Linked DNA regions of Mus musculus: all the other regions are linked to region 1. The links are chromatin contacts, called in public HiCAR-type, HiChIP or PLAC-seq and promoter capture Hi-C maps. All regions are on one chromosome and are shown on one strand. The core of a region is the stretch at or near the end of the contact, and the rest is flanking DNA. Distances in the headings are between cores, read along the strand shown. Region 1 holds the start of Nbeal1 (neurobeachin like 1). Region 2 holds the start of Bzw1 (basic leucine zipper and W2 domains 1). Region 3 holds the start of Nif3l1 (Ngg1 interacting factor 3-like 1 (S. pombe)). Region 4 holds the start of Fam126b (family with sequence similarity 126, member B). Region 5 holds the start of Cflar (CASP8 and FADD-like apoptosis regulator). Region 6 holds the start of Trak2 (trafficking protein, kinesin binding 2). Region 7 holds the start of Tmem237 (transmembrane protein 237).

Evidence for each region. Promoter capture Hi-C pulls out the DNA fragments that hold promoters and counts their contacts. HiCAR-type assays count read pairs that join an accessible place to other places. HiChIP or PLAC-seq counts read pairs in DNA pulled down with a chosen protein or histone mark.
Region 2: a promoter capture Hi-C map of pre-B cells shows a contact between it and region 1, with 3 times the contacts expected there. The contact joins the promoter of Bzw1 here to the promoter of Nbeal1 in region 1. A contact is called at or near these places in 2 of 39 promoter capture datasets (liver and pre-B cells) and 1 of 115 datasets of contacts at active chromatin or transcription factors (astrocytes).
Region 3: a contact with region 1 is called in a promoter capture Hi-C map of liver, with 4 times the contacts expected there. The contact joins the promoter of Nif3l1 here to the promoter of Nbeal1 in region 1. A contact is called at or near these places in 3 of 39 promoter capture datasets (the HPC-7 cell line and liver) and 1 of 115 datasets of contacts at active chromatin or transcription factors (astrocytes).
Region 4: a promoter capture Hi-C map of pre-B cells shows a contact between it and region 1, with 4 times the contacts expected there. The contact joins the promoter of Fam126b here to the promoter of Nbeal1 in region 1. A contact is called at or near these places in 2 of 39 promoter capture datasets (liver and pre-B cells) and 1 of 115 datasets of contacts at active chromatin or transcription factors (astrocytes).
Region 5: a contact with region 1 is called in a promoter capture Hi-C map of pre-B cells, with 3 times the contacts expected there. The contact joins the promoter of Cflar here to the promoter of Nbeal1 in region 1. A contact is called at or near these places in 2 of 39 promoter capture datasets (liver and pre-B cells).
Region 6: a contact with region 1 is called in an H3K27ac HiChIP or PLAC-seq map of microglia, with 6 times the contacts expected there. The contact joins the promoter of Trak2 here to the promoter of Nbeal1 in region 1. A contact is called at or near these places in 3 of 39 promoter capture datasets (embryonic stem cells and liver), 1 of 115 datasets of contacts at active chromatin or transcription factors (microglia) and 1 of 9 other capture datasets (adipose tissue).
Region 7: a HiCAR-type map of astrocytes shows a contact between it and region 1, with 4 times the contacts expected there. The contact joins the promoter of Tmem237 here to the promoter of Nbeal1 in region 1. A contact is called at or near these places in 1 of 39 promoter capture datasets (liver), 1 of 484 Hi-C or Micro-C datasets (olfactory sensory neurons) and 1 of 115 datasets of contacts at active chromatin or transcription factors (astrocytes).

Annotation. Positions count from the first base shown.
Region 1 is chr1:60,178,918-60,182,275 of GRCm38.p6, reverse strand. It overlaps Nbeal1 (neurobeachin like 1), which reads right to left and starts at 1,677. Exons shown (of 55, transcript NM_173444.2): 1 at 1,591-1,677; 2 at 522-813. The coding sequence starts at 572.
Region 2 is chr1:58,391,406-58,394,763 of GRCm38.p6, reverse strand. It overlaps Bzw1 (basic leucine zipper and W2 domains 1), which reads right to left and starts at 1,866. Exons shown (of 12, transcript NM_025824.4): 1 at 1,548-1,866; 2 at 489-562. The coding sequence starts at 552. Gm39644 (a long non-coding RNA gene) reads left to right here and starts at 2,221. Exons shown (of 3, transcript XR_003947828.1): 1 at 2,221-2,308.
Region 3 is chr1:58,443,333-58,446,690 of GRCm38.p6, reverse strand. It overlaps Nif3l1 (Ngg1 interacting factor 3-like 1 (S. pombe)), which reads right to left and starts at 1,540. Exons shown (of 7, transcript NM_022988.3): 1 at 1,057-1,540. Ppil3 (peptidylprolyl isomerase (cyclophilin)-like 3) reads left to right here and starts at 1,205. Exons shown (of 7, transcript NM_001285827.1): 1 at 1,205-1,545; 2 at 2,052-2,102. The coding sequence starts at 2,100.
Region 4 is chr1:58,584,780-58,588,137 of GRCm38.p6, reverse strand. Fam126b (family with sequence similarity 126, member B) reads left to right here and starts at 1,805. Exons shown (of 13, transcript NM_001310598.1): 1 at 1,805-1,926. It overlaps Ndufb3 (NADH:ubiquinone oxidoreductase subunit B3), which reads right to left and starts at 1,741. Exons shown (of 3, transcript NM_025597.3): 1 at 1,468-1,741.
Region 5 is chr1:58,711,403-58,714,760 of GRCm38.p6, reverse strand. Cflar (CASP8 and FADD-like apoptosis regulator) reads right to left here and starts at 1,475. Exons shown (of 10, transcript NM_207653.6): 1 at 1,102-1,475.
Region 6 is chr1:58,971,893-58,975,250 of GRCm38.p6, reverse strand. Trak2 (trafficking protein, kinesin binding 2) reads left to right here and starts at 1,769. Exons shown (of 16, transcript NM_172406.3): 1 at 1,769-2,014. Stradb (STE20-related kinase adaptor beta) reads right to left here and starts at 1,729. Exons shown (of 12, transcript NM_172656.6): 1 at 1,401-1,729.
Region 7 is chr1:59,118,137-59,121,494 of GRCm38.p6, reverse strand. It overlaps Tmem237 (transmembrane protein 237), which reads left to right and starts at 1,689. Exons shown (of 13, transcript NM_001037812.3): 1 at 1,689-1,792. The coding sequence starts at 1,760. Mpp4 (membrane protein, palmitoylated 4 (MAGUK p55 subfamily member 4)) reads left to right here. Exons shown (of 22, transcript NM_145143.3): 22 at 51-560. The coding sequence ends at 242.

The sequences.
Region 1 (3,358 bases), core at 428-2,927:
GGCACCCATGTGGCCCCCCCACATATCCTACAAACAATAAGAGTTTTATTTTTCTTTTATAGGTACAATCTACCTATATAATTTTGAGATCACTGAAGATATATCAAAGAAATATTTGTAAGTTTTTAATAGCAGGCCAATATTGTCAATGTACTCAAAACTGAAAAATAAATATGGGAAATTCAAGATCTCTTACATGTTTTTTAAAATTTATTTATTTCTCTTGCATGTTTTTTAAATTCAGGATGGGGGAGTTGTTTGGGGTTCTGTTTTGAGAATTGCAGCCCTGGCTGTCCTGGAAATGTCTTACGTCCACTAGGATAGACTCAAACTCACATAACACCACCTGGCCCGGCATTGTTCTAGGACTCTGTTCTGGGACTAAAGGTATGCACCACCACACCTGCCAGTTCAGGATTATCAATATGCACAAACACACTACACAATAAGGTCATAATGCTGGATACAAAATTTTATAATCAAGTAATTTTAAGTACAGAAATAAAAGGAAAGCAAATTACCTTTGTACAATAAAGCATCCAAAGTTCAAAGAGCCTCTCTCTGGCTGCCATTCTGGCTTTCCACTCTGGTACTTTAATATTTCCTCAAAAAGACGGTTCAAGACCATATCATATTACTTTATTTTCCAAGTTTATCAGCCGTTACAGTAAAGCTCAAAGCAGTGGAATAAACAAAAAAAAAACAAAAAAAAAAATTCGTAGAACAAATAAGACTGTCTCAGGTCAATAAGGGTCAATTTCAGCAACTACTCCAACACTTCTTCATCAGGGGTAGCTGGTCTCGTAAATAGGTCTGTGAAATACAAAAATATCCTAAGTTTTTTTAAGCCACATTTGAAAAAAAAAAATCCAGATATCCGTCTGCCTTGATCACCCCATTCAAAGGGATAAATTTTTAATGTGATTAGATATTCCAGAAACTCCTGTTTGGCACACCACGACTAATGATCAACATAAAATACTAAAACCTTCCAGGCAGATTCACAACCAAAACTGCGGTAGATGGGAAGGAAGACGGCTCCCTACTCACGCCTTCCTTTAACCAGGAGCACAGATCAAACACAACAAATATCCGAGATTTCTCGCCAGCTTCTTAAAAGTTGCTGGGAATGTTTGCTGCGTTGCAGGGCAGGGCGTGGGGGGAGGGCCCGAGGAATTCCTGGTTTGTTTGTTTTAACCATCCACACAGCGAAAGTCATCCTGCCTACCTGGCTTCCACCTCTCCACCCAAGAAGAAAGGGGCTCACACACCGTGGCAAGGACCACCTCCCGTGGGACGACCCCAGACCCCGCCTCGCAGCAGTCCGGGGACCTTTCCATTTCCTCCCTGCGTCCCCGTTACGAACAAGAGAGACAAACGTCAGGCGTGCCAATCAACTTCAGAAGCGCGGCCCGGAGCGCTCTGGGACCCAGACCCGGGACCCACGCCAACCGGCCGCAGCCAGACCCGCCCGGGCCGGCCGCGCCCCCTCGCCCGCCGCCGCCGCCCCTCAGGCTGCAGCCCTGCGCCGCATTCCCCCGGGCCTTCCCGCCCCGCGGCAGCCTCCGCCCGACCTCGGCGTCCCCTCACCACGCTCACAGGCCCGCCGGCGCCACCCCGCCGCGGGCTAACTTGCTGCCCTCCGCCCTGCCCGCGGCGAAGCCCCGTGTCACCCCGAAGCCGGGCGGGAGGCGGAGGCGGAGGCGGGGTAGCGCCGACGCGGGGTGGGAGGAGCCAGGGGCGGAGCAGCCCCTGGGCTAATCATTCCGGCCTCTGGGGATTTACCCGGCCCTCCGGCAGCCGCTCCTCGAGGGCCGCTCAGCCCCGAAGCCCCTCCCCCGGCATGCCTGCGCAGCCGCAGTGCCCTCGCTCAGGCTCTGAAAGCGGTCGGAGCCAGCCTGGGCATTCCGGTCAGTAGTCACCCAGCTGGACGTGAGGGCCGACGTGCTGACGTCGCTCCCCGCCCCTGCTAGGTGGGGCGGACGGAACTTTCCTCGCCTGGCGGCGCCTCTGCGAATCAGCTGAGGACCGGCGACCCTAGGGCGTCTCGAAGGGATCTCGATTTGATTTCTTTGTAGAAATGGGATTGGTCCTGGGACAGAGCTCAAAAGCGAAAAAAGAAGAAAAGAAATCTTTACCTGTTCTGGCGTCGTTGCCTTTGTACTGTCACTGCCATTCTGTGTCTGTTCCAAGGAGACTGCTGTACGGAATGAGTTCCGTCTTTCAGAAAAAGAAGCAAAAGGCAGTCTTATTAGCTGCACACACTTTCTTAAGGTTGTTGTTGTTGCTATTGTTTTAAGAGAGGAGAAAAGCGTAAGATTAACCTTTTAAATCTAAACATTTAAGAAACTATTGTGAAATTTTACAAACATATAAAAAAATCAGTTTTAGAGCAGCTTAGCATCTGAGATGCCCTGTGTTTGATTCCTAACAAGCACACACAAGGAAACAAAGTAATAAAATGAACTTCTATATGTAATCACTAAGCTTCAGAAATAATCGAAGCCACCCTGAAGAAACAGGTCTGTGATCTAGCACTTAGGAGATGGAGGGAGAGAGATCAGGAGTTCAGCGCTGACATGGGCTACCTAGCAAGTCTGGGACCAACCTGTGCCGCATGAGACCTTGCCACAAAAGAAAAGAAGAAGAAAGGAAAGGGAGGGAGATGACTTGCTGTGCAAGCCAGACCTCCTGAAATGCAAGATGGAGACTGGAGGGCCAGCGAGCCCTGGCCACAAACAAGAGACCCTAGCTCACTAAATGGAAAGCAAGAACCTACTCATGAAAATTATCCTCTGGCATATACACATGCACAATAGATAAATAAATGTAAAGCTACTAATGCCATCATGGGGGTTCACTATGTGACCTTTATTTTTAAAATATACTAATGCCCCCACATGCCCTGTGTGCGTCCTTGTGCCACATATGTTTGTATACCCTCTGAGGCCAGAAGATATCTTATCCCTGGGAGCTGGAGGTCTGGGTGGGGGTGGGGGCTCCTGACATGGGTGCTGGGAACATTGTCTTGTGTGCTGCAAATGCTCTTAACCACTGAGCCATCTTCCAGCCCTTATCTATTCTCGCTTATTAGATTAATCTACAAGTTTTTCTTGTCAAGAATCACAGGATAAATAATTCCGTTTTGCAGACCATGCAGTAGCTTGGATATCAAAGGTGAAAGTAAATTTTGTGATTCTGTCACCAAAATGTAGAGTTCCCGTTATCCTTCACAACAAACATCAATGAGTAGAGGACGGGAATTAAATCATTAAGCTTCAGTAACATTATTTAAAAACCCTGTGATCTGAGGAGACAACTGATTAACAACAGCCTATTCACTTACCTTCTGATCTCC
Region 2 (3,358 bases), core at 617-3,116, 1.8 Mb after region 1:
AGGCCATCCTGAGCTACAATCTAAGACTCTGCTAAACCTTAAAAAAAAAAAAAATTAATGTGAATCTCATTCTATAATTCTTTAAGTTGAAATCTGATTTCTACCCACACTCTTTTCCCAGACCTATGCCATGTGAGACACTCTATAAATGAGTCACTTTCACATATCTCCACAAAGTCTAGGTGAAATCAGGGACTTTAGGAGTGCCCCCCCCCTTCTATTAGCCCTCTTTGTTCAAATTCTTCTTTAAACTATGAGCTTAAAGTCACAGGTTTTAGCCACTAAAAAAAAAAAAAGAAAAGAAAAGAAAAGAAAGAAAGAAATTTGAGAAAGCAGAGAAACACTAAGGGAGCAGTTAATCTGAAATAGAAGTTAAAGAGAAAATCAAGTTTCTATTATTTTCGGGTTAGTAACATGCAGCTACCTGACTGTGAGAGAAACCAAGATATGTCTGAAAGCTTGAGGGTGAGTTACAAATAAATAGTTACCTCTTTTTCTGGTTTTAAAACGCTGGCCTGATAGCGTTGGTTTTTGCTGCTTTTGATTATTCATAAAAGACACCCTAGAAAAAGGAGAAAGAAGGCCTTAAAAACACCCGTGCCAGTAATATTAACTTCTTAAACCAAGTATCAAACCTTAAATCAAAATTACAATTAAAGCAAGCCCAAGACGCTTTCAGTTAACAGGCAATAGAGAGGGTGCAGGTAAGTTTCCCTCTCCAGGAACCCCTTGATGTAAGTGCTGGAACTACACCTTGATAAAGCATTTTACTATCACCCTGTCTGGTGGCAAATGGCCTACCACAAACCTAACTACTCAGTCTCTCCTACACCGTTCTTTGCATCTCCCACTTTTTCTAAGTAACCCGAACTTAGAGGACTGTCGCGGTCACGAGCTATCTGTCAAAGGCCCTGAACCGCATCAGCGCTGCCCTCATTCCAAAGTGGCGCCGAGAGCCGCAGAGCCCGCTTGCACCCTTCCAAGATGCAAAACTGAGAGCTGGCCGCAAACGCTACAGCCCCAGCCGCCTCCTCCTCCCCGGGCACGTGTCTCCACATCCACACCCTTTCCCGTGCCTCCCGCCTCTCGGGGCTCGGGCGGCGGGCCCCGGAGCGCCGCAGGCCCTTCTCCACCGACCCTGTCGCCTGCGGTGGTGGCCGCCGCGCCGAGCGGACCACAGGCGCCGAGGCGCTGCGCGCCGGGGCCCCCGCCGCCCCGTACATCCGCCCGCCCTCCCGCGAAAGCAGCGGCGGAGGCGGCGGCCGCGGCGGTGGTGGCGGCGGCTGCGCCCCGCCCGCCGAACTCCCCACGCGTACATCACCCAACAGAGGCCGCGGCGGCTTTGTTACCCAGGCCGGCCGGGGCGCACACGGGGGCGCGCCGCCACCCCGGCGCCCCGCGGCCTCGCCCGCCCTCCAGAGCGGCGGCCCGGGCCACGGATCCAGGCCCCGGGTCCCGCCGGCCCCTCCGAACCGCGCCGCCACCCTCCTCCTCCTCCGGGCCACGGCGCGCCGCTCTTCCCCGGCGCTGCGCCGCGCTCGCCTCACCGAATTTAAGGCGAAGAGAAAAGAGCCAGAAATCCCCGAGCTGGCGGCAACTGCGGCGCTGTCTCCTCTGCGACCGGAACTAACGCGAGCAGGAGGGGAGGAAGAGGCGCCACCCCCGCCCCGGAGGCCTGCTATCGCGAGATTTCTACCCTGCGCCAGTTCGCACTCCCCCCTGCCGAAGGCCGCGGGGTTGCAGCTCGGGGGCACCGGCTAACACCGCGGTGGTAGGCGTCTCTGTCCCACCCTAAAGCCCCAGGCTGCCCTGACTCTTGTACCAGGGTAGCCCGTCCCCCTTCCTCCGCCGCAGCGGCCGGCCTCCCCCTCTCCGGGCGGGGATGGGAGTGGGAAGCGGCCCCTCAACGGCCGCGAGTTGGACCAGTCCGTCCCGGTCCAGCCCAGACCCCTCCTCCGGAAGCTGGAGCCCGGGGGTAGGGGGAATGCTGGGCGGCGGGCGCAGAGGCCGGGGCGTCTGTAGGGTTCTGCCTGGGTGAGGACTGCAGCCCGGCCTCCCTGCTCTGCGATGCGGTGTGCTGAGGGCAAGTCTGACCTCGGCCTGTCACCACGCCTTGCAAGGGGTGCTCGTCCCCTGACTGCGGTGGACTGGGAATTTGTTAAAACCAGATTGCGAGGCCCCCACCCGCAGGGTTTATAATTGCTTCTGGTGCAGGACTCAAGAATGTGCCTTTATCACAAAGTCTCCCGAGATAAGGACCTTCAGAAGGTGTATTCTCCGGGACAACAGATAAAACTGCCCGCATCCGGTTTGTGCCCTTTTCATCCGCCATCCCCCAAACACCGGGATTTGTCCTTAAAATCCCTTTCCATGTACCAACTTCTCGCTCTCGCTCTCGCTCTCTCTCTCTCTCTCTCTCTCTCTCTCTCTCTCTCTCTCGCGTGTTCCAGATCGAGGCCAGCCTGGTCTACAGAGTGAATTCTAGGAGAGCCAGGGGTATTTCTGACATCCACCGTCCCTGTACTCAAACCTTTAATCTTTCTTACTCGTACATGGAAGGCACTTCTGTTCACTGGCATTTAACATATACTGTATTTGGAGTTTCGGATTTGCCTCTAAGGCTTTAAGCCGCTGTTTGTTGGATCTTGGCTGTCAATTCTTTTCCGTTCAAGTTGGTAGGTCGGAGCGCTGAAGGAGCAGCGGTGGGAAAATAGCCTAGCAGCAACAGCCTAACTTCTTGGAGGTACTGGTGGCCCATAGGACTGAACTTTGGTGGGACCTAGGAAGGCCAGGCCGTGGAGCATAGTGGGAAATGATGGGAATCAGGGCTCTAAGTTCCCCTACCTTTATCCTCTAACCCTGAGTCCGTTGGCATTTCTCTTGGAAGTCTTATTTCATACTCTGCATGATAGACTACCACGTCCCCCACGTTATGTTTGTTTCTGATGTGTTAAGGGTACAGTATTTCACTAATTAAAAAGCCATGTTTGTGTAGTATGTGTGTAGCAGACATTCTCCTAAGCACTTAACTGCGTTGAGTCCTTGAAACTGCCCTATGACTTTGACACTTGTTAGTCTTGTTGGGAAAAGAAGGCATATAGGTCAGTTAACTTGCCAGTGAACGGCCCCCCAGCGGCCTGGTCCACCAATATAATAAACTGCCAGGTCACACACTGAGCTGAGCTAGAGACACAAAAAACGGTGAATAGCCAAACCCGTTACTCATAAAGCTTCCCTCCGCATTGGCCACATTTCCCAATTCGGTCTCCTCTCCAGTACAGTCCTGATTTACACCCTGCCTTTGTATTTTTGAGACAGGGTCTTGCTAAGTAGCCCAGGCTGGCCTTGACCTGGCAAT
Region 3 (3,358 bases), core at 291-2,790, 1.7 Mb after region 1:
TTTCTGAGCTTGCGCTGGCTGGCTGGTTCAACTCAGCTGTTCTGGCTCAAACTCCTCTCCAAGCTGCCTGATTCATCTGGCTTCTCTCTCAGCCTCTGACTGAATGGTTCTGCATGGCCTCAAACTAAGCCTGACAATCCTCTCTAATCTTCTGGCTGCTTCTTGTTCTTTGGCTCAGTCTGTCTTCACTTATGCATAGCTTGTTTTCTCTATCTGCATCCTCTCTATATATAACTGTCCCAGTAAAAACTGCCCCCAGTCTCTCTCTGCACTACCCCTTAAGTAGCCCATCTTTTCTCCCTGTTCTGGAGAGAGCTGGGCATATCCTATTCTGTCAAATCTTTCTCTGATTCCTCACTTTGTCTGCCATTCAATTAGACATCACTTTCAAACATGGATGCTTCCTTCTACAAACTAATTTTACCTTCATTGTTTGAGATTAAAGATGTGTGCTAAGGGCACACCACAACTAGAAAGGTTCCTCCCACCCACCATCGGTAAATAACACAATCTCGGGGGTTCACAGTGTGACCAAACATCCTGTAACAAGCTACCAACGAGACTGATGTAACTTGTGGCTTTCTTGTTATACAATAAACTTCTATTGTGAGATGACACGACCACGTCCCGGTGTTTTTCTCGGACAATGTGCTCACAGTACAGACACATTTAAAGCATTATTTGAATGGGCTGGAGCTGCCGTACAATGGAGAGATGGGAATATCCATTGTCAATCTACATGATCTTTAGCCCTCTGAACAGCCACTTGCTATTTTTCAATTACACGAGAGCTCTCTTTGCACTTGCGTGTGGTTTTTCTTTCATTTACGCATGGCTCAAGACCTTTTCCAGAATAATCAAGGGCCGCGTGGCATAGCCTTTATTCCTGGAGTCAGCACCCTCACCCCTCCTGCAGCAAGGCAGTTTTCATCTGCAACCTCTCCTTCTATATTCATGTTCCCCCGGCCCTCTGCAGTCACCACAGCCAGCCCGATGTGCACCTCCAGCGAGAAGAACAGACAGCCCCCGCGAGCCCTTCAGTGGTTCACAACTCACCAGTCGCAGAAGCTCTTTCAGTGTATCACTTCCGCTCTGCTCTGAAGCTCCTGGCTTTGTGGAAAGAGTTGGGCAGAAGTGGTCCTGTGCGTTCTGCTTCCGACTCCAGGCCGCTGTGTGAAGTTGGGCGGAAGTTGTCCTGTGCGTTCTGCTTCCGACTCCAGGCCGCTGTGTGAAGTTGGGCGGAATTGGTCCTGTGCGTTCTGCTTCCCACTCCAGGCCGCTGTATGAAGTTGCTGGGCGACAGCGGGTTCTGCTTCTTAGTGAGGTTGTGGGTAGAGCTCTCAGGGGCCGAGGGGTGAGGTGCGTGGTCCTCCGAGTCCTAGTCGGTGTGATGAGGAGAGACTGACGGGAGAGTAGGGCGTCCCCTGCGGAGGGCTCCGGGCTTCACTTCTGTGGCGCACAGACACGCCTTTGGAACCCGCAGGCATGCCGGCCCTTGTAGTTGAGGCTTTTCCGTTCCCGCAGCAGTGGTGCTGAGCGCAGTGGGTGAGTGTGGGGGAAAGGCTTTTATCCTTTTCTCCGTGCACTCAAACGCCTGCTGCGCCCCACGTTGGTGCAAATTTATTTCTTGGGATCCTCGTGGTGAACTCTCGGGCTGGAGATGGTATTCCTGGGACTTTTAAATACGATTGATAAGTTAGCAAGATGTGGCGTTTGGGAAAAAACAAAACAAAAGTGTGAAGTATAGAAATGTATTGTACAGACGTCTTAAGTAAAGTAGGTGTCCCGGGTAAAGGGAGCTCCAAGTGCCTATCTAGAGCACTAGACCTGGAGGTGGGGCTATGCCTCCCTTGCAGAAAGCCTTGAAGAAAATGAGTAAAGTAAGTGCGCACTGGGGTGGCTTGTTGCATTGGGTAGGATCAACACTTTTATGATAGGATTTTCATTTAGAGGATGCTAGTCTAAGCTTTTCGTTGTAAATCTACCATAAAGATGAACAAGTATGGTGGGAACTTGATAGGGTAAAGTGAACTAATTCCTCTCTCTTGTAGGAGATTTGAAAAATTAAACAGTGCTTCCTAGAACCATCAAGAAGGAAAATGGTGAGTATGTATCATAGAATTATTCTAACTGGGTGGTTGGTTGCTTGTTTCTAACCCCTTTGGGTTCCCTGGAGCTGGAGACACAAGCAGATGTGGGTGCTGGGAACTGAACAGGCCCTGCTGCAAAAGCAACAAGTCCTGGTACCTGCCAAGCCTGCCCTCTCAGCCGCCCATTACATGGTTTTTAATTTGTGTGTGTGTGTGTGTGTGTGTGTGTGTGTGTGTGTTTTGGTTTTTTGAGACAGGGTTTCTCTGTGTAGCCCTTGCTGTCGTGGAACTCACTCTGTAGACCAGGCTGGCCTCAAACTCAGAAATCCGCCTGTCTCTGCCTCCCAAGTGCTAGGATTAAAGGCATGTGCCTCCACGACTGGCTGTTTTTTAATTTTTAATGAATATTTTTTTGGAGGAAGTCAGACAGGATAGTGAGTGTGTAGCTCAGTGGCAGAGTGCGTTCCTAGGATAAGGAAGGAGAGGGGAAGGGAGGGGATGTGGCGAGGGAGAGACTGTGTGTACCAGTATAGAGGGAACAAAGTAGAATAAACAAGTGGACATGATCATTACAACGTTACCCTGCTGGTGTGGTCCCAGCACTCAGGAGGTAACCTTGCTCCCAGCCTCTATAGGCCGTCGCAGTCTCAGACCTTTCATTAAAAGACACAAAAGGAAATAAACGAGCAAACAGTGTGCCCTTTCCCCGCAGAGATGAGCAGCACAGGTAGAATAGCAGGGAGTGTAGCTCCTGTGTCCACTGAAGCACCCCACTCACCTCCACCCTGGCCCACTCACTGCGGGACACTGTTGTAAGAAGACAGGCACATGCATACACTAGCAAGATTTTGCTGAAAGGACCCTGATATAGCTGTCTCTTGTGAGACTAGGCCGGGGCCTAGCAAACACATAAGTAGATGCTCACAGTCAGCTATTGGATGGAGCACAGGGCCCCCAATGGAGGAGCTAGAGAAAGTATCCAAGGAGCTAAAGAGATCTGCAACCCTGTAGGTGCAACAACATTATGAACTAACCAGTACCCCGGAGCTCTTGACTCTAGCTGCATATGTATCAAAAGATGGCCTAGTCGGCCATCACTGGAAAGAGAGGCCCATTGGACACGCAAACTTTATATACCCCAGTACAGGGGAATGCCAAGGCCAAAAAATGGGAATGGGTGGGTAGGGAAGTGGGGGGGGGGATATGGGGGACTTTTGGGATAGCATTCTAAATATAATTGAGGAAAATACGTAATAATAAAAAATATT
Region 4 (3,358 bases), core at 556-3,055, 1.6 Mb after region 1:
TATTCAAGAGAAGGTTTCTCTGTGTAGCCCTGTCCGGGAACTTGCTCTGTATACTAGACTAGTGTTGAACTCTGAGACTCACCTGCCTCTACCTCCCAAGTGCTAGGATTAAAGGCAACCACACCAGGCTTCAGGCTTAAATATGTTTAACATACTGGGTTAGATGAATTTGTTTTTTACTTTTACTGTCTACTAGAAATTTTAATTTTACATATATGGCTTCCATTGCATTTCTACTGGATGTTATCTCTTAAGAGAAATTCCTGAATGTGCATGACATTGAATATGTTTATTAGATTTTTTTTTCCAAATAAAGCACACATTACTGTATCACTGGGGTATGAGCCACCCCTATCTTACAAGAATATTGTTTATTTACTTGAGACAGTCTCACAAAGCTCAGTCTCACCTCAAACTTGGTATGTAGCCAGGGAAACTTTGAACTCTTACTCCTTCTGTCTCTGTCTCCCAACTGCCAGGAGTACAAGCCTGTGCATCATGCTGGGCTCCTATTTTTAAGAGTATTTCTTTAAAGTCATGTGTGGTGTGTGTGTGTGTGTGGATGTTCATGCAGAGGTCAGAGGGCAACCTAATCCAACTGGTTCTCTCCTCTTCCACAGAATGAGCGAGTTCTACTGCACTGAGGGCTCAACAACAGGAAATTATTTCACCTTTAGAACTGTCCGTTTAAGAACAGAAAAAAAAAAGGATTCAACCATGAATGAACACATAATTATGGAAAATTTAAATGCTATCTGCCTATGTCAGAAGTGAACTCAAAAGTTTGGTGATGATCAACCTTCACTAACGATGGCTTGTTCTATCTAGCACTGGGGAAATGTTGACTTGCTTTCCCTAAGGAAGAAGAATGTTACATCCATTACATATAATTTTACAGTTTATCAGGGATTTTCAAGGGTGTATCTCAAATTTCCCTCATTTAAAAACTGAGATGACCATTAAAATATGGGAAAATACAAATGAACTGCTATTACTTTAGTATCCAATCCTTAATCCTAGGATTATGCAGTAGTCTTGATTTTGTGACTTGCTCTTTTTCACTTAAGCACTGTGTCGTAAACACTTATATTTGGGAAACCGTACTTAAAATACAAGCTTGTGAAGCAACCGTTGCAATTATTTCTTCTAGTTTTAAGTATTTTCGGGTCTGAGCTGTTCTTTACCCTATTCAAATACAACCCAAAAAGCCAGGAGGCGAGGAGTACATTGCATCTGGTAGCGGCGGTTTAAAACATCTCTGGGATTTAACAACCATCGTAATTCTCAAGACATCCTTCATCCGCCTCAACACAGCCCAGCAAGAACCTTGCAGCGGCGCTCCCTAGCTAGATCCCGGATCTTCTCCCGGTCTTATCGGATCCCTTCAGCCCTCTCCACTTCTGCATTCCCTGGATAAAGTTTAGATTATGCGTAATCCAGAAGTCTCCCACCAGCTCCCTAAATTACCTGACAGCAATCTGACCTCCCGGGACACTCAATATTCAACCTTACAGCCGGAGACAACCGGAAACGGACGTTGTTTCCTCTAGTTTCTTACGACAGGAAAATGGGGGAGATGGTAAACGTTCCGGTACTGGCGCAAGGCTCCCAGACAACGTAGAGATGACATGAAGGAGCCTGGAAGTAGAGATTATTTCCCACACTTTGCAGCTGGAGTCTGCTTGAGGTAGAAGATATTGAGGAGAAGGACGATAAAGCCGTGTTTGTCTTGCTCCAGGACGGAATCTTTAGGCGGAGCACCGAGAGGCGGGCCAAAGTCATAGCGCAGCCAATGAGAGCGGTTGTTATTAAGCGCGTGGGCCCACTCAATGAGAAGGCTGGTTGTTATGCTGCAGTTGGCAGGCTGCTGCGGGAGGCGGTGGCGGTGGCGGTGGCGGTAGGAAGCCTGAGGCTGCGGGGTGACAGGTAGGCGGCGGTGCTGTCTTGGGGGGGTTGCGGGGGGGGGGGCGCACGGTGCCGGGTGAAGAGGAATTTCTCCTCCGGCTTCGGACGCCGTAGTCGGGAGCTGACGAAGGTGAAGTGGGAAGGCAGCAGGACTGTTGGATCCGAAGCCCTGCAGACCTGGGAGCAAGCTCGGGAGGGTCGTGAGGAGAAGGCGTCTGCCGAGGCGGCTTGGGGATGAGTGTTGTGGGGCAACTTGGGGCCCTAGCAAGGGCGTTAGGGTGTCGGTGGCGCGGGCTGAGGCGGGAAGGAGGCGGGAGCAAGACACAGGTAGTGAGGGCTGAAGGGATGTCTTGCAAGAAGCCTCAGGTAAGAGAAGGACGTGGTATTGCAGACACCTGCGTGAAATCCTAGGTGTTCTTAGGGCCGTTTGCTGGGATGGGGAGAGGTGCGGAGAAGAAAGATATTTATTGGTGGTCAGCTCTAGAAATTGGTGGTTGTACATTATGTAACCCATGGCAGTTATTTTTCCAAGTAACTCGACTGACCCTGGTAGAAGAAGAGCTCTGCAACCCATTGATGTATCTGAGCACTTTGTTCTTGTTGGCTCCAGCGTTCTCTCTACCGAGGCAGGGTCTGTAGGAGGAGGACAGCGTGAAGGCAAGAGTAGTCACGAAGCGCTTATCCCAAATATGGACTTTGGTTGCGAGACAACACGATGTTAGCTTTAGAGGAATGTTGTCAGATTCGTGTTTTGTAGTACAGGAATTTGCTTTGCGGCTTTAACCTTCAGAAAAGTGGAGAGCCTTTTAAATCTATAGACGAAGATAAATGTAGATTAGAAAATGAACAGTAAATTGGTAGACAACTCGCCCCCAGTGTTAAGGACTGTGAAAATAAGTTGGGAATCTTAGCAGAGGAGTGTCAACTTTTAAGTGATTTCCCTTGTTAAGTCTAGGAAGCTAGTTGTGAGTTATGCCTTAGGCTTAAAAAAATAAGTTCGTTGAATGTCATGGACATAGATAAAATTTATGTACAAATTTAAAACTATTTTGTTTTGAAAAGTCTTTTAAATCCACGGTTTGAATGGTGAAATACAGTCCTAAACAAATCCCTGTCGGCGAATATTGTGGAAGGGCACTTTTATAACTCATTGGAAAAATATCTTTAAAAAGTAGCACTATAAATTATTAAAATGTAAGAGGCCTGAGATGCTGCCGTCAAGTTAGACGATGAGGACAAATGTATCCAGGAAGTATATTGTCTTTCTGGGCTTGTTATTTAACTACATGTTAGAAAAACTTTCTAAGATGTAATCTTTTTCTACTATTGATCATTTATACATAAATATTTATACATATACATAACATAAACATACATATACATAAACATTTATGCATATACATATAAAGCTAGAATTTTTCTCTCAAAATATTGTTTGAGTAGAAATGGGTCA
Region 5 (3,358 bases), core at 226-2,725, 1.5 Mb after region 1:
AATATAGAATAAGGTACAAAGAGCAGAAAGAGTTCAATTTTACCTAGAAAGACAAGGGCACACAGACAGACAGACACACACACACACACAGTCTTTTTCTTTCAATAGTGACACAAAGGAAGAAATTGTTCCCCAAAGCTAAGAATTGAAGAGGGAGGAGAAAGAAAGAAAAAAAAAGAGCCAATGAAACAAATCCAAGTGGCCACTGCACAAGATGGGGAAGGAGGGGAAACTAGGATGGAAACAGAAAAACAACACCACAAACATCTGTTCTGAAAGACTGTTTGGAGAAAGAATACGAAAAGGAGCTGGATGGCTGGGGCCAAGGGAAGATTCCCAATTTTTTTAAAGGCAACCAAAAGACTGTATTTGAGTACACCAATGTATGTGACTAGAACCAGCCACCTCTGGCTGTCGCTAGGGAATGGACTCGTGGGAGGTGGGGGCAGTGTCTGTATTTACTTTGCAGGTATATTTTATTTATATTATAACTTGCCTGAAAGGTTTTGGATATTAAAATGCAATGCAAAATAAGAAGTAAAATCCTTAGTAAGGAGCAAGACAGCTGCCCCAGGTGGGGTGTCAAGTCTTCCCAGAGGTGAAGGTCAGCTAGGGCGTCATAACACAGGTAGTGCTTCTTGTTTCTGAGATTTAAGAGAAATAATGCTTTGAGTATAGGAAGGCCCTGGGCCAAACCCTCACTGCCTCACTCTTGGCCAGCAGGCTTCTTGCCAGGATAAGCTGTCCTTGAGCTTTGTCCAGGCAGCCTCTACGCTGGGATTATAGAAACAAACAAAAAACACCCAAGTACCTTGTTCGAAATTTCACGCCATCCAGAGTCACACACTAAATTAACAAGGAGGCATTTGAGTCCAGTAACAAGTTTAATTTAATAAGTCTTTGGCTCTCTTCAAGAAAGACTTGGATTTGAATGTGCCACAAGTCTGGAGGTGCTGTGAGTGGATCCCCAAAAAGCACAGAAGGAACCAAGAGTGGAAGATAGGAAACGAACACTTTCCTACATTAATCAGGAGTCAGCTCTCCAACTTCCCAAGTCCCTTTGGGAACTGCAAGAATAGGAGGGGTTCTGGGATTACTCACACCGGGCGGTCGCCGGCCCATCCCACTCAACAACGGCTTTGTCGCCTGTCTTCGCTGGAGACCACCAGAAAACTGGATCGAACGAGACACTGGAAAGAACACAGAGAGGAGCAGACTCTTCAGTAGGCGTCCAGGAAAGTTAGCCTGCGGAGCTGGCCCAAGCTGCTAGCCAGGTGACGCGCCCAGCGAGCCCAACAGGTTCAGGAATGAGATGCGACCGCTCTCTCCCAGCGATAAGGACGTCCCCAGAGTACTCTTGCGGGGGCAGAATCGCGAGTGTGAGCAAAGAGAAGGGCTCCGAGAAGATGAGAATGGCCGCCATTTCACCAAAACTGAATCGAGGCCATTGCTGAATTCCACAATCCTAACAAGAGGGCGGAGGAAAGTTACAGGAAGCCAGAGAGGAAGCCAACTTCCGCCTCTAGGGGCGAAACTGACCAGTCAAGGCTCAAAAAAAAAAAAAAAAAAAAAAAAAAGAAAGAAAACCCCAAAGACCGCACATACCCCAAATCCCGCCCCCCATGCTACTTCTCTGAAGGAAGGAAACACCCCACTTCCCACCCACCCACCCCCCACCCGGGTTTCTCGCAGCTTGGGAAACTAGGTTAGCAAGTGGTGACTTGCTAAAGAATTAAATGTCATCAAAAACAATGTACAACATAAAACTTCTGGAAAAATCCATTGAAGCTGAGTGTGGTGGTGTACGCCCAGCTTTGGGGGCGGGCGGGGGTGGGGTCGGCTGCTGAGAGAAGATTTTAGCGGTCAAATCGCTTGCTTACCCAAAGCCTCCACCTCCGCGCCCCACCCCGCCCCCCACCCCCCACCCCCCCCCCACTCCCCCCCCCCGCTCCAGCTGCCAAGTGAGGTCTCTGCCTTCAGAAACCCTGTGCTCTGGACATTGGTCACTGAATACACACAGTACCTAAGTGTCATCCCAGCTGGTTGGAATAAAGACTTTCAATAGGCTATGAACTTTGGCTACGTGGTTATCTCTGGTGGACTCCCAGGAACAGTGACTAATAGCGACATACTCTCTAATCCTAGTAATCCAATCAGGAGGCAGACACAGGTGGATCTCTGCACAGTCTAGGGCAGCCTGGGCTACACAGTGAGTTTAAGGAGAGCCAGGGCTGTATAGAGAATAGAGTCCTGTCTCAGAATACCAAAAAATAAAATAAAAAAATAATTTGCTTACAAACCAAGCTTGTTTGTGATACCAGAGAGCTGAGCTTTCTGCTTTGTTCAGAACCTTTTGTAAACTAGGAGGTCGACCTTTTATCTAAAATCTCTTCTTAGGTTTTAAATTTTAGATCATCCCTATTGGTCAAGGCCTGACATATGACACTCCCTTCTGGCCCCACCCCTTTTACTGTTAAAAAATTTTTTTTCGAAGGTTACCTGAACCCGGAGGATTTAATTAGACTCCTTGAATTTACTTCCAGCGAACTTGTCCACCAAAAGAGAGAGAGAGAGAGAGAGAGAGAGAGAGAGGGAGGGAGAGAGAGAGAGAGAGAGAGAGAGAGAGAGAGAGAGAGAGAGAGAACCAACTTTTCGAAAGGAAAGCTGGAAACTGGACAGTTCAACTCCAGGAAATGAGTAATTCTCTAGATGTTTTGTGCTTGACTAATTGTGGCTCGGCCAGCAAAGTTAATCTTTAGTTTTCCGACAGGAACACAGGAATGCTCCCCCTTGGGGGTTTATGGGTGCTCCCTCCAGTCCTCAATGCAGTCACTACAGCTCCGGGGTGCCTTAGGGTCATTAAGGGTCACTTCCCTGAAGATCCCATCCCCTGAACACACCAGGCCTCCTTGAACTGGGAGTTGTTGCCACCTGTGGTCGCCCTGAGCCCTGGTTCTTACCCAGCCAGCAAAGCCAGTAAAGGAGCTACAGTCCTCCGCGCCCTCCCGGGCTCCGCCCGCCATCCCCTGTGCGCCAGCGCCGGCGCCGGACTCGTAGCGACCTCCTTGCCGGGCTAGAACGCGCACGGCACAGCGGCCCGGGACTTAGGGTCCCAGGCTCGCGCAGCGTCGCGAGTAGCGCGCCAGTTACACCGCGCAGGTCACGTACCTGTCCGGCCCTAAGTGGCCGCTTGAGAGGCTCAGGTCTCAGAGACTTCGCTGCGTGCTTTAGGGTCCGCAAAATGGAGACGCCCAGAAACCGAAAGCAGACGTGGCAGCAGGCGCAGCGTCTCTGAGCCCTGGCTCGCATCCTGGGCCGGGTTTTTAGCAAAGACAAAGGTCTTCCGAGCAGTCAGCAT
Region 6 (3,358 bases), core at 520-3,019, 1.2 Mb after region 1:
TTACTACCAGTGGGGTGGTTTAATCTCAGAAGTTTTACCTTCAGCATACCACACTATTAACAGATAATTTTTCAAGACATTTTGAGGTCAGGGCAGCAGCTGCACATGGCAAAGGAGTTGAATGAAAGATCTGCTGTTAGTTTTTGCTACTATGCTAAGATTATAAATCCTTAAAAGTAAATTATAAAGTAAAAAAATAAAGAAGCTTGCTGAGGCTTGGTGGAACATGCCTTTAATTCCAGCATTCAGGAGGCAGAGGCAGACGCAGGCTGATCTTTGTGAGTTCTAAGCCATCTAGGGATACCAACATAGTGAGACCCCATCTTTAAAATATGTGTGTATGTATTTACTCATAAATGTGTGCATATATATGTATATATATATGTGTGTGTGTGTATGTATATATATATGTGTATATATATATATGTATATGTATATATATATATATATATATATATTTAAGAAACCTGTATTCCTAAACATAATGATGAGTACTTCAGTGTAGTCCCTTGCAATTGTACCTAAAAAGCTAACCACAATAAAGCTTTATAAATAATCTAATTTGTTGCATAATATAGAAGTCATACCCAGGCCTTTCATTTGAAAGGTTAACACTTTAAATGGACACCAGAGGGGCTATGTATTTACAAGACTTGGGTTTTGCGTTAATCGAGGTATTCAATGGTCTACTGTTACAGGAAATGCCGACAAAAACAAAAAACCTACCAATACTCTTTGTTAGGCTTCAAAATTACAGTAATTCTCAAGGTGATCTTGAAATCTCATAAAACCTTAACAAAGATCATAGCGAAGCACACAGCTTAATCCAATTTTCCAAACTTAGTATCATGACTCATGGTTTCAACAAATATTTACGGAGTGCCAAGCACTGTGCTATGCAGGTGCTGTCACAAATCATGATCAAGTTTGGAGGAAAGGTATTTGACATAACAAACCCACGAGGGGAAAACAAGACATCAAATGTAAACACTGAAGACAAAACGAAGCCTGGACATTTAATTTGGAAAAAGGTCCCTTCGACGTCTCTGAGCAGACAGGTCTGGGGCCAGAGTGTCTTCAGCTTGGGAAGTCGCCAGGCCTGTGTGCGCTACCAAAGGTAAGAGCTGGGGGAGCGGGGCGGCGGTAGCTGGGTTCCTGCACCTGGCACCGCTGCTGGGCACCCGGGAGCCCCGGCCCCCCCGTGCGCTGGCACAGAGACAGAGAGCGGGAGCCGGCGTCCCGCAGACTCCAGCGGCTGCTCGGCCGGCCGTGTCAACTCCGGTAAGGAGCGGAGGCGAGGACTGGCCTTGTAGCCTTCCGCTGTGCACCTACCGACCTGCGTTCCCTGTCGCTCCCCGGGTCCCCACACCATCCCGTGCTGGCCTGCCTCCCCTCATTACCTAGGCGGTGACCAAGGCCAGCGACTCTCCAGACAGCGGGCGCTGAGGGGAGGCGACACGCGCGAGCCCCGGGACCTGCCTCGCGAAGGGGCGAGGCGAAAACACTAGGCCGGCTTCCAGGGTGAGCCTCAAGGCACAGAAGTGCAGCACGGCCTGGAGAAGGCCGGTCGGCCTGGACTTCTGCCCTAGCCCGGGGCAACCGGCCGGGACGGGATTCGCCCCACCCCAGCGGGGTCGGGGCCCGCCGCTCCGCCCCACCGCGCCTCCAGCTTCTAGCTCTGGAGTGAGGAGGCGGGGCCCTCGAGCTGTAGGCGGGACGGAAAGCAAACTACAGTTCCCAGAAGGCTTTGCGCTAGGGCCGCAAAGCCTGTTGGGAGAGTGGGTCTCCTTTTTAGCTTCCCTAGCTGGGTGGGGGCTGCCATTGAACCGGCGTCACTGCAGCTCCAAGGTCGCCCGGTGATGATGTGAGAGCGCCTGCCAGTTCCTGCCACGCCCGGGGGGGTTAGCTCGGTGGCGGCGGCGGCTGCTTCAGATGCTGCTCTCAGGCTGCCGCGCATTAGGGGCTTCTTCCTGAGCGAGTGTGGGCGGAAGAGCGAGGACGCCGGGCCATTCCCGTGAGTAAGCTCCCGCGTGCGATTCGAACTTGCCCTTGTCAACTTCTCTCAAAGGCAGAGAAGCCTTCCTGTCCCGCGTCCCTCTGGTCCCCAGAGGTCACTCACGGAAGGATTCCGCCCCGAGATGGGAAAGGGATGTTTCCCAAGTGTGGGTGCAAACTGATGGGAACTGGGCGGTAGCCTCCGGGATTCACCCTATCTGCACCTCTGAAGATTGGCAGCTTCCCATCCTTTGCCAGACAGAGTCCATCTGGAGCTCTGTCGTTTTAGGATGAGTGGCTTTAGTGTCTGGACGTTAAACCTTAAGCTCTCGGTGGCCATCTGTGATGCAAATGGGAGGAAAGGACACTAGAAAGAGCTCTTTCTTTATTGGGCTTTTATTTGTAATTGATTTGGAACCAAACGCCACATGTCTTTTTAAAAGAAATAAGGAAGACAGACAGACAGAAAGACTTTTGGTTGAAGCAAAAAGAATGAATATTGGCAGTTGTGTTTTCCAGTGCCAGCACTTCTGAGTCCCAGACACTTTTTTTTTTTTTTAAATCACAATTATGGCAGTGAAGTCAATTACCTGCTTATGCATCTTTTTCTGCATCAGGAAAGATGGTAATATTTCGCTGGAAATTCACTTAGCTTATGTAAGGACCACTGAACAAAATGAGCTAGACTCAGAGTTCTTGCTCTACCTTAGTAAAAATGTTTGTGACCTTTCAAATCTTTGCTGTCCTGTTAAAAGTCTGAGCTACAGTGAGCTCCAAATAGCATATTAATGGTGGTGACACTTGAAAACGAATTGTGAAGGACATTTGGTGGTGGGAAAGGGCAAAATTAAAGGCACTTTATCATCTCGGCCACTCTCCAGCTTTCTATTTTTAAAATTAGGTAGTATCTGGCAAGCCTCAGATGTTTAACCAGCACATACATACCTATGTGAAAGACAGTGCTCTTACCCATACCCATTTTTACTGATGTGATGATGTACACGGTTCACCTAACCACGCACATTGCTCACTAGTTGCACTGGAGACTTTCTGTATCAAGTCGAGATTTACACCCATACCTGCTTTGCCTCAAAGTTATGAACCAGGTTAAAAGAATGGTTAAGAAGAATTTTCATAGTTTGCTAGTACTCGCTCCATCATTCCTTGACTATGAATGCATCCGTAACTCCCACTTTAGCCCTCTGAACAAATTGTACACTCTTGTCTGCTAGTCTCATCCCTCATAGAACTGCTCATTAACACACTAAGAGCTCATTCCAAATCCACCTGGATGCCTTTATGTCTTAAAAAAAAAAATGATAGGATTGGACTTATATCACAAAGGTGCTTTCCAGTTCTCGGG
Region 7 (3,358 bases), core at 440-2,939, 1.1 Mb after region 1:
TGGTCTTATTGCCTGTGCCATTCATACATATTTTTCAATCACTCCTGAAGGATGAAGACCTACAAGAGATGGAGGAGTTAGCCCAGAAAATGGAGAGTCAGTTTGGCCAGTTTTTTGATCACGTGATTGTGAATGACAACTTGCAAGATGCATGTGGCCAGCTGTTGTCCGCCATACAGAAGGCTCAGGAAGAACTGCAGTGGGTGCCAGAGGCATGGGTTTCCCCTGACACTGAATCTTAATCTAGTGTCCTGCTTAAAGCTGGAAGCTTCATAGTGTGCCCTAAAGATCCGGAATAACGGCTGCCATTGAAAACAGCAGTGTTTGACCCATTAGAACTGCGACTATGAAGTCCTTATTGTATAGCTATAAATAGCATCCTATACATATACAGAGCTACTCATTTGGCTCTCAGGCATTTTCCCGATGTTTCCCCATATGAGCTAATGGCAGGTATGTGACAATGTTGTCACTGAATGTGAGCATTTTATAGATTTCATATGGTGTTTTGTAAGATGTAACTCTTCTAAATAAACCAGTCTACTTAATGACAAACTGTATTTTACTTTGTAAAATATTTTCTTATTTCTGTTTATATTTTACAAAAGTGCCTAGTTGACTAACTAAGCTAAGAGCGGTTAACAAGTACACATTTATCTAATAAGGAAACCTATGACACTGTTATTTCCAAATCAGCAAAGTGGACTAGTCCTGGAGCCTGTATATGAGCTCCAAAACGAGGATGTTGATACAGTCTTGGTCTCCCTAGATCCGAAGCTCCACTGCACCCATGTCTGTTCATCTTCTTTATATCCACACTTCCCTCCATTCTACCTATTTTAAACTATAACTGTTCCCACTGAAGGAACTATCAGAACTGAACATTCAGATTATACTCCTAGGCCTACAGGGAATCTAGGAAACTGGGCAGGCCAGTGAAAGAGATCCTCGCTGTTTCAGTCATACAGATCTCCCTCCAGGCAGCACCCTGGCAGACGGGAACCAGGTGGGGGACGCCGGCCTCTCCAGGCTCCGCAAAGCCGCCTCCTCCCACAAGTCCCCGGAGGCCGGGCGTCGCGGGAAGCCGGCCTCGGGCTCCGGCGGTTGCGCCTAGGGAGGCCCGCGGGAAAGCATCATGAGGGACGACTCAGGGCCTCCGCTGGAGGAGGACCAAGCGGTGAGCGACGAGGGGCGCCTGGCCCGGAGTGTGGCGAAGTGGAGGTGTCCTAACCAGCAGTGACCACCGCCGAGCCGGGAATCTGGGGACAGCACTGCCCGAGGGGTGCGGCGGGGGCGGACCGGGGCTGTACATCAGGGCGGGCCCCGCAAAAGGCGATCAGGTCCACCCAACATCCGGGCGCCCTAGTCAGCGTTGCCATGGCGACGCCTCCGGGCGGCTCTCGGTCAGAGAGGAGGATGTTCCGGTGGGGAGTTTGAATACGAGTCTGGTCCCGCCGTGCCCACCCCCACGCAAACCACGATGACCTCCCGGGAAACTGTGGGTGAACCCCCTCCGCTCCTGGGGACGCCGGCCGACGCTGAGGTTTTCCTAGTTCGAAGGGGTCAGATTGGGTTCGGCTCCGGTAGCCCCAATACCTCCCGTGGGACGGGTGGGGACGCTCCGGGCCCAGCAGCCATGAGGCGCAGCCCGATGACGCTCTGCGCCTGCGCGCCTGGGCAGGAGGGGCGGGGCGGGCCGGACCGGGGCGGGGCGGGCGGCTGTGGTGCCCTGAGCTCTGCTGCGGTCCCTGGAGACGTGATGGGGAAGAAGCAGGTGGTTAGCGAGCCTCAGGTACTTTTGAGCTGTTGGGAATTTAGTCTCCGCCTGTTCAGCGGTTCTTCTTTTGAGGGGCTTAGAGGTGCGGTTTCTAGATGGGTGAGATGGTTCATTTTTGCGGGACTTTTGAAATACCAAGAGGACTGGGTCCCACTTTCATAGCATCTTGAGAATAGTAGTGCTTTTGTAGGACCACCATTCTATTCCAGTTGTCATTTTGACTGCTGGATTCCATTAGGACATCGTCAGTGTCCTAATTTTGTAGCATTCTCACGAATTTGTTTGAGTGAATACAACCATGGATTGCGAAATGGGACAAGCAAGAATATCTAAAATGTGAGCCTTTGGAATCAGTGCCTTCCATAAGCAGCATGAAATACCCGAGCTAATAAATCGACGTCTAGGCACTGCTCTTAGAGATCAATTCTTTTAAAGGTGTATTTGTAGCCGGACAGTGGTGGCGCACGCCTTTAATCCCAGCACTTGGAAGGCAGAGGCAGGTGGATTTCTGAGTTCAAGGCCAGCCTGGTCTATAGAGTGAGTTCCAGGACAGCCAGGGCTATACAGAGAAACCCCGTCTCAAAAAAACCAAAAAAAAAAAATGTATTTGTTTTGAGTGTTTTGCCAATATATGAACCACTTGTGTGCCTGTTGCTCACAGAAACCTGAAGAGGCTGTCCATTTCCCTGGAACTGGAATTACTGGTGCTTTGTGGGTGCTGGGAACTAAACCCAGGTCTGCTGCATGAGCAGTAACTGCTCTTAATGGCTAAGCCATCTATTTTGAAAATTTTCAGAATGCTTAACTAATGCTTCCTGAGCTTGCAAGCAGGACTTTTCTTAAGTAAGAACAGGGTAAACTACACCAGCCCCAAATACTTCCTGTTCTAAAATATGTTACCTATTTCTATTTAAAGTAACTTAAAAAAAAAGCATGTTACTCTGTGGCATAAAACCTTAGTTGGCTTCCTAGTTAATAGAACTAAATCCGTATTCCTTCTGCTAGTCTGCGAGGTCATAGTTAATCTGACGTCTGCCTTCTGTCCTGTGTCACTGGTTTCTGCCTGGCTGCTCTTTACCTGGAGCCCTTCATGCCCTGTCTTTCTTGAAAGCCTTAACATGTGCTCCTCATTCCCTGTAAATTTGGCACCTTTGTCAGGAAGGGCTCAGCTCAGATAACATCAAAGAGGCTTTCCCTAAGTAAAACATCACTCTTCATTCCTTATATATGGTTATTTATTGTATGCAAACACACATGCACATGCATGCACACACATGCATGCACAGACACACACACAAGCATGCATGCACACACATTTATATGGCATGGTCTAGTTTTATCTGAGCATGCAACATTATCTTCCAATACTTAACCACTAATGGAAGGTCTGTAAAGGGAGATGAGCTCTGTTTGATCCTGTTCTGAATGCTCACAATAGGCCAGACTGGTTGAAGTGGAAGAAGAAAAGAATTTTACATGGGGTGTAGGAATGGCAGAATAGATCTAAACCCAGCAGTCCAGTTTACATCACCGCCTCCCGGGTTTCACTGATAATCTTCCAAAGATTTGAAGAGAATTGCT